2 separate regions of the Mus musculus genome follow, and region 2 is linked to region 1. Evidence: chromatin contacts called from public Hi-C data. All regions are on one chromosome and are shown on one strand. The core of a region is the stretch at or near the end of the contact, and the rest is flanking DNA. Distances in the headings are between cores, read along the strand shown. Region 1 overlaps Alpl (alkaline phosphatase, liver/bone/kidney). Region 2 overlaps Ece1 (endothelin converting enzyme 1).

Region 1 (3,858 bases), core at 1,071-3,570:
TTCTTTCTTTCTTTCTTTCTTTCTTTCTTTCTTTTTCCAAGACAGGGTTTCTCTGTGTAGCCCTGGCTGTCCTGGAACTCACTCTGTAGACCAGGCTGGCCTCGAACTCAGAAATCCGCCTGCCTCTGCCTCCCAAGTGCTGGGATCAAAGGCATACGCCACCACTGCCCTGCTGGTTTTTTTTTTTTTTAAGTTTATTTGTTTTATGTATATGAGTACACTGTCGCTGTCTTCAGACACACCAGAAGAGGGCATCAGGTCCCATTACAGATGGTTGTGAAGCCACCATGTGGTTGCTGGAATTTGAACTCAGGACCTCTGGAAGAGCAGTCAGTGCTCTTAAACCGTTGAGCCATCTCTCCAGCCCCTTGCCTTGAATTTTTGACATTAGAAACATTACAAATGAGACAACACCAGAAAAGAAGGTTAGCAAATTAAACCTGGAGGAAAGCCTAGTTTTCTCTGTAATCCTAACACCTGTGAGTACAGAGGTTCACATCTGTAATCCCACATTTGAGAGCCCAAGGTGGGAGATAGAGTAAGACAGGGCTGGAGAGATGGCTCAGTGGTTAGGTGCACTGACTGCTCTTCCAGAGGTGCTGAGTTCAATTCCCAGCAACCACATGGTGGCTCACAACCATCTGTAATGGGATCTGATGCCCTCTTCTGGTGTGTCTGAAGAGAGTGACTGTGAGTTTCAGGGCAGCCAGGGATATAGATAGAGAGATCCTATATTATTAATAATAATATAGAGAGCCTGTCTTAATAATAATAACCATAGAAGAAGACACACACAGTCTCCTCCTCAGCCATGACACACACTGGGTCACTCACAGTCCTTCCAGTCTTTCGTGGCCTCCAGGCTTTTGTACCAGCTGCCTGCCTCTGGTTCACTCAGTCTTGCCTGCTGACTTCAACACCCTGGCAACAGAGACCCTGAGTACTTGCCCCCATTCTGTGTGACTTATGTGACTATGTGTAAAGGTCCCATAACCTCTTTGGGGAAAAACCCGAAAGTCTTGGTCTGCCCCCTTGCTGGCCTGTGTTGAGTGGCGTCTCCTAAAACCTCAGCCGTTTCAGCCCAGCACAATGGCAAACAGTTTTTGAACTTTGGAGTTGAAAACTTTGGACCTAGCTCTGCTGCTCCTGTGCGTGATCTTAGTCCTTTCACCGCTCTGTGTACCCTAAGATGAGGACGACCACATGAGTACCTGCCTCAAAGCACCAGTGGTGGTATAACTCAGTGGCAGAGTGTTCTCCTATCTGGGCTAGGCCCTGGGTTTCAGTCTAACACTGTAGAATTCAGGAAATAATAAAACCTGGCATGCACTTTCCACCTACATCCTATGGACTGAGCCTTAGAGTGTATACCTCTGCATCACGTCTGTGGGATGGGGCGGGTATCACACGGGGCCCCAGGTCTACCAGCTCTAAGACCAAGATTCTCTTTCACCCACACCAGTACTGGGAAGACTATCACTTGAGCCCGGTAGGGGAAGCCGGTTGGAAGTCCCCCCCCCCCCACACACCACACACACACACACACACACACACACACATCCCCGCACATGTGCAGTCCAGCTGTGCATGGTAGGCTTTATGCAAATACACTTTGGTGATGGGCCAGAAGTTAATGGTGGAGACAGAACAAGAGTGGGTTGGCAGTTTAGGGCTCACATGATCTCGGATAGAGCCTAAGGGGTTTTGAGGCTGTGGAGAGGGGCAGAAGAGGCCCCAGGAAAGGAGGCCCCCAGCCTGGGCTGGAAGGATGGGTAGAGCCCAGAAGCAATGCCAGGGACCTCACTCCCGCTGCTTGCTCTGGATTGCCTGGGCTTGTGGCTCTGCCTCCCTCTTTAGTTTCCTCTTCTGTAGGTGTGAGTACAGCAGCCTCTGAGGGCCGCAGTGTGAACTGTAGGGCTCTGGAATATGGGTCCCGGGCCAGCCCTTCTCTGAGCCTGCCTTCCCTCCCTGCCTCTTCTGTCTCTTCCTGCATCGCAGAGGACTTCACTTCAGCAAGGTTGTTCATCACCTCAACCCTGTCAGGGCTTTGACCTATTGGCCCCTGGTGGGCATTAGCTGCTCAATGAACAGCAGCTAGGAGCCATTGTTTAAATACCATTAAAGCCCTAGGACACAGGAGGCTGCTGATGTCCCTGGGCGCTGGGGGACTGTTCCTGCTGTGCAGGTCTGTTCCTTTTAACTTTTAAACAGTTTTGAAGGCTGTCAGGTGGAACAAACAGCCTCAGAGGACAGCCAGCTTAGCCCTGCCCCTGCTACCCAGGGACCAGGGGCAAAGGCCCTGGGCTTGGGGCCAGGAACATCTAGGACATAGCTGGTTCTGCCCCTCTTCAGTTCAGGGACCTTGGGCATGTCACTTGACTCATGTCACTCCTGTGCATCTGACTTCTCCTCTGAGATGGATTTCTTACAGTTCTGTACTGGTGACTTCCCAGGGACTGACTGACCACTTGACTGAAGGGCCCAGTGGGCAGACAAGGACGCTTTCAGGCACCGGGCCTGTTAATACTAATGTTAAATGGAGCCCATACCAACCCGTGGGAAGGTGTGTGTCTCTATTCTAGGCAATCCTACCCAGGAATTCAGGAATTTCCTCTAATTCTTTTCCCCTCCCTCTCCCCCACTTCCTTGCCTGCCTGCTTTCTTCCTTCTATACATACATCCTTCCTTCCATCCATCTGTCTTTCTTTTCTGACATGGTCTCATTATATAGCCCTGGCTGGCCTGGAACTTGCTTTGAAGCCCATGCTAGCCTTGAACTTGAGCAATCCTCCTGCCTCTGCTTCCAGAGAACTTGGGGTCGCAGACTCGCACCGCCATGCACAGCCACGGATTCCACCTGTGTGAATTCGCACACAGTGTGTCTGCCCACCTTTGACGAGTTTGTCCCGTTTCTTCCCTGGGCATGACCGACCCGGTGTGATTGTTTACAGTGTGAGAGCTGAGGGAAACCCTCTGGACTGGAGTTCTGAGGGCAGAGTTTGGGCTCTAAGCAACAGAACAAACCAAAGCAAACAATAGGAGAATGTACTGGCTTCCACTCAGAGGTGAGCTTCAGGCATGCCTGCGGCCAGGGTCTGGATCCAGCGTCCTACTCATGGGTTTTTCTGTAGGTTTCTAGTCCATCACCCAGGCCGTGTTCCCCCCTGGGGCTTCCTCACTTCACACCCACAATGCTCTGGTATCCAGATGGAAACCGTCCCAGCCTCTGCCAGTCACCCGACCTGCAGCCACCAAAAGGAAGAGGGCTTCCCCTGTTGGGGAGGGGAATGGACTCAGAGTAGCCAGATATGACAGCGGGTGTCACCATGTCACTGTGGTGGCAACAGAGAACACTAAAGAGGTCCTGTCTCAGAAACTGACATTGGAAGCTTCGTGGAGTGATCATCCCTGATACAAGGGATGGAGAGGGCAGCCTGAGACAGCCCCCGTGGCTCCCTCTCTCTGCAGAATGGTAATCACAGAGGAGTGGACCAGGGTGGGAGGGAAGTCTGGGAGTGCTACCAGACTCTTAGGTGAGATAGTCCCCCCAGCCCCCAGAACACAGGTAATAAATATTCAAGGCAGGAGGAGCTGGAGGAGAGCCTGCGTGGTCGGAGATGTGCTTTCTGCCAGACCCCCAGCCTAGGCTGAACCAGGGAACTCAGTGGTCATGAGTCACAGCCCGTGTCACAGCCCCAGTCCATGTGGAGGCAGTCCTGCTAGATGCTAGGGTGGCAAAGGCATCGCATGAGGAGTCCACCAGGCTTGGGTGGCTACTGGCTCTCCCACACCTTGCAGTACAAGCCATGAGCTCCTGTGCTCTTGGTCCTGAGAGTTCTGCCCACATTGGATCCTTGG
Region 2 (3,951 bases), core at 1,047-3,546, 170 kb before region 1:
GGTGGCCAGGGCACTTCTACCTCAGCCCATGTCTCCGGCCATTCCTCAGAAGGCTTTGTGGCTTTCTGACTAACGGCAGGTATGAAAGATGTTGTCCTGTCAGAGCACAAGGCAGAGAGAGCCAGGGCTGGCTGGCCAGAGTGTCTGTCTGTAGCAGTTTAAGGAGCCAGTGACAAGACCTCATCTAAAGAGTAGGTGACCCAAGTTTGGTTCCTAGCACACACGTCAGGAAGCCCACAACTACCCATAGCTCCAGTTCCAGGAGATCCAACACCTTCTTCTGGTCTCTGTGTGCATCTGCACAGCCATGTACATATCCTGAAACACACACATACACCACTAAAAACTTAAAAAAGAGACCTCATTTCAAAGCTGGTGCAGCGGAAGCCAGTGGTACTTGGGAGGCAGAGGCAGGTGGATTTCTGTGAGTCTGAGGCCAGCCTGGTCTACATAGCAAGATCCAGGCCAGCCAGAGCTACACAGTGAGAGCCTGTCTCAAAATAAGTAAATAATAAAAAATGGGGATAATTGTGCCTTTTCTTTGGGCAGGACCATTTGGAATTATATGCATGAATCTTTTCCAATACACGTGCCACACACATGGGCTTGATGGCTACCACTGAAACTTGTAATTTCCTTGTAGTCCCACTTTAAAAAAAACTAGCAAGAACCTCATTTGAAGCGCTGGGATTAGTGGCACGTACCGCCATATCTGCTGTCCCCATTACAAAACATATTTAAGGTCATCAGCTTGGTCCAGGAGCCATCACCCGCTGAGCTAACTCTGGACCATCATATGAATTTTTTTTTCCCCCAACAAAGTATTACTATGTAGACCAGGTTGGCCTTGAACTTGAAGTGATCCCCCTGCTTCTGTGTCCTACTAGTGGGGCTCACCTTAAGCATGAGTCCAGCTGTGTAGCTTTAGACACTCAGTTTAGTGCGGCCACCCCTCCCCCCTCCAGCCTCAGTTTCTCAGCATTTTACCAGGCTGAAGAATTCTACTCCCTATTTCCCAAGTCCCCAGGGGTAGAAACCACACCCACTCTGTCTTCTACCGCTCTCTACTGCCCCAAGAACTTCAGATAACTGGACATAAAGACAGTTTCAGTTCTTGTAAATTTTTCCCCCGATGCTTGGGATTGAACTTGGGGCTTTTAGACTCAAGGCCAATGCCCTTTCACTGAGCTTCTGTCCCAACCTCCCAGCCCCCAAGGCTTGCCCTTTTGTAACTGGCCAACTTCACTTAGCACAGTGTCCCCGAGCAGGGTTGCACAACGTTGGAATGGTCAGCTCCAGCCCCGTGTCACCTACATGCCCTGTTATTTTTAGAATGCTGCTTTTCAGAACTCTAGGTCTTTCAGGGCGATGGAGACTGTTTCAGCATCATGCGCCCCTGACTCTTAGCTACGGCGCCATCAATAGCAGCCATTCCGATGGATGTTCAAGTTCTGTCTCCAGTGGCCCCGGGCCCTGAGGAATGTCAGATTCTGTTCTCATTTCCCTTAAAGAAGCAGAAAATGTCAAGTAGATAAAGAAAATGAGACACCTGAGTTGTAAAAGCCCTTCCTGTGGAAAGTCAGGTGACACCATGACGTTCCCCTGTCACATCAGAGCACAGCAGCACACAGCTTGTCCCTATGACCCTTTGCCTAACAGGCAACTCTATACCTGAGGAATGGTGATTTTCCCAAGGGCATGTGTCGGCTGGAGCCTGTGCAGGTCTACAAAGTGGGTTCAGTCACCTCCGGGGTTATTTGCTTGTTGGCAGTGTTAGGGACTGAACTCGGCTCCCACATGCTAAGCATGTGGGCTACACCCCTAGCACCCTGCTGCTGGGTGTCAAAGAGCATCTCAGCTACTGCAGGAGAGAGCAGGGATGAGGCCCGGGAGGGATGAAGCTGAAGGAATGAATGTCCAGCTCTCAAAGGCACCTGTGAGCTGATTAAAGCTCCCAGCCAGTTCTCAGCAAGGGGCTGATTTGAGCCATTGACAGCGATGCTGAGTCTTCCCACCAAAGCTGACTATAACTGGGCTGGAAAGGAAAACAGCACAGTGGGCAGCCGGCTGGTGTGTCACAACACATCCCTGCTGCCAGGGAGCAAGAGATGTGAGCCAGAAATGAACAGACATGATGGGGGTCTCCAGCAGGAATCAGTTCGTGGATTCAGAGCCACTTCACAGACTTTCTCTAACGTGGAGGAAAGAAAATTCCCACCTCCCAGAGCTGCCTGCTTTGCCCTTTGGAAATGGCCTGCCCTGTACCCAGCCCCCTAGCTTGCCCTCCCTGGCCCGCTTCTGCCAGATCCTCTGCCTCCGGGTGACTACAAGTTGAGAGATACACTCATGAGATCTTAACGGCTCAGTCATCAGAGCCACCTGATGGCAGGATCCTCTCTCTGGCCAAGACCCGGGGAAAACGGATACGTTTACAAATGTCACTGCTCACATAATTTGTGAGAGCCACGTGTCACTGGAACCCTCTGACAGAAATGTCAATGGTGAAAATCGCCATGGTCTCTGCACAACCTGGTCCTATAGGGTGAGCAGATGTCACCCCTGGAAGTGCCCCAGCTCTGAGGTGAGGAGCCGTGGGTGAACACTAGGGTTTTTTTAAATTTCCAGCCTCAATTGCTTCAGTGATTCCTAGCTTAACATGTTTCCATAGCGACGGCTGTTTTAGTCAACTGGGCCACTCTGCCGTGACTCAGTCCCCCTGAGGACACTCAGAAATTCTATTTTCCACACTTGAAGCCAAGGAGCCCTGCTGAGTACCAACCAACTCAGAGAGGCTTGGGAAGCCCTGGCGCTGGGGAGACAGAGACAGGAAGATCATGAGCTTTCAGGCCTGTCTGTGTTATGTAAGACCCTGTCTCAAAATGACCAAGGCTGAGGGGCTCATATACACATCGATCTTAGGTAGGCTCTCTTCATGGCATGAGCTCGTGCAGGGGCCAAAAGAGTGTCTTCTGGGACAGTTAGAACACTGGACTCAGGGCCTCACTGCAGTTGTGGCTGCCTGAGCAAGATCAAGGCGGTCAACACTCCGGCACAGAGGGAGGGGCTCCCAAGCCCCACCCCTAGCTGGGATGACTGACAGTTGATAGCCTAGGGGAGAAGGAGTCAGTTTCCTTTAAGGCTTTCATCCTTAGTAGGTCGACCGTGCTCCAGTAGACAGTCCACACCTACGAGTCCATGGGCAACACAAACTGAACTTGGTGGGTTATTTAAAAAAAATAAAATAAAAAGATGGCTCTAGGTTGGTGTAGGTGAAAGGTAGATATGGGAGGGGCTAGGGAGAGGAGAAGTGGATATAGGAGGGGCTAGGGAGAGGAGAGGTGGATATGAGAGGGGCTGGGAAGAGGAGAGGTGGATATGGGAGGGGCTAGGGAGAGGAGAGGAGAATTTGATCAAAGCACTTTGTATAGCTGGACACCATGGCACATGGTACCTGGGAGGCAGAACCAGGTAGATGTCTGTGTTTAAGGTCAGTCTGGTCTACACCGAAAGTTCCAGGCTGTGTAATCTGAGGCCAGCCGGTGCTAGCTATATAAATATACAGGTCTGGAGAGGTGTCTCAGTGGGAAACAGCACCCGGGCTCCTTTCGTAGACGACCCAAGTTTGGTTCACAGTGCGCATGTCAGGCTAACAGCTGTGCGTAACTTCAGCTCAAGGGGATCCAACTACCCCTTCTGGACTCTTTGAGCAATTGCATGTGTGCACACACAGGGGACATACACATATACACACAATTTAAAAATAATAAAAACAAATCTTTAAAAAACAAAGGGCTGAGACTGGGCCATAGCTCGGTGTTAGACCAATCGCCTAGATGTAGGTAGGGCTCTGGGTTCAGTTCCCAACCCCGGAAGTAAAAACAGAACAAAGAGCAGACACCCTAAGACCCCATCCCATGAGGAAACAGGCAGAGGGGGACGCTTACTCCCCAA

The links. A called contact is a pair of places that touch in the nucleus more often than the background predicts.
Region 2: a Hi-C map of liver shows a contact between it and region 1, with 1.9 times the contacts expected there. The contact joins two enhancer-like sites. A contact is called at or near these places in 1 of 484 Hi-C or Micro-C datasets (liver), 2 of 115 datasets of contacts at active chromatin or transcription factors (kidney and large pre-B cells) and 3 of 9 other capture datasets (adipose tissue, liver and pancreatic islet).

The regions. Positions count from the first base shown.
Region 1 is chr4:137,771,988-137,775,845 of GRCm38.p6, reverse strand. The region is part of intron 1 of Alpl (alkaline phosphatase, liver/bone/kidney); the gene reads left to right. Among named protein-coding and RNA genes, the nearest start is that of Alpl, 22 kb to the left of the region's middle. Within about 2 kb of position 2,320, at least 38 of the 459 cell types and tissues checked have an H3K27ac peak or open chromatin away from gene starts, as enhancers often do. A contact at or near this core is called in liver, where this site is marked.
Region 2 is chr4:137,941,041-137,944,991 of GRCm38.p6, reverse strand. All of the region lies in intron 8 of Ece1 (endothelin converting enzyme 1), which reads right to left. Among named protein-coding and RNA genes, the nearest start is that of Gm52683, 34 kb to the right of the region's middle. Within about 2 kb of position 2,296, at least 101 of the 459 cell types and tissues checked have an H3K27ac peak or open chromatin away from gene starts, as enhancers often do. A contact at or near this core is called in liver, where this site is marked.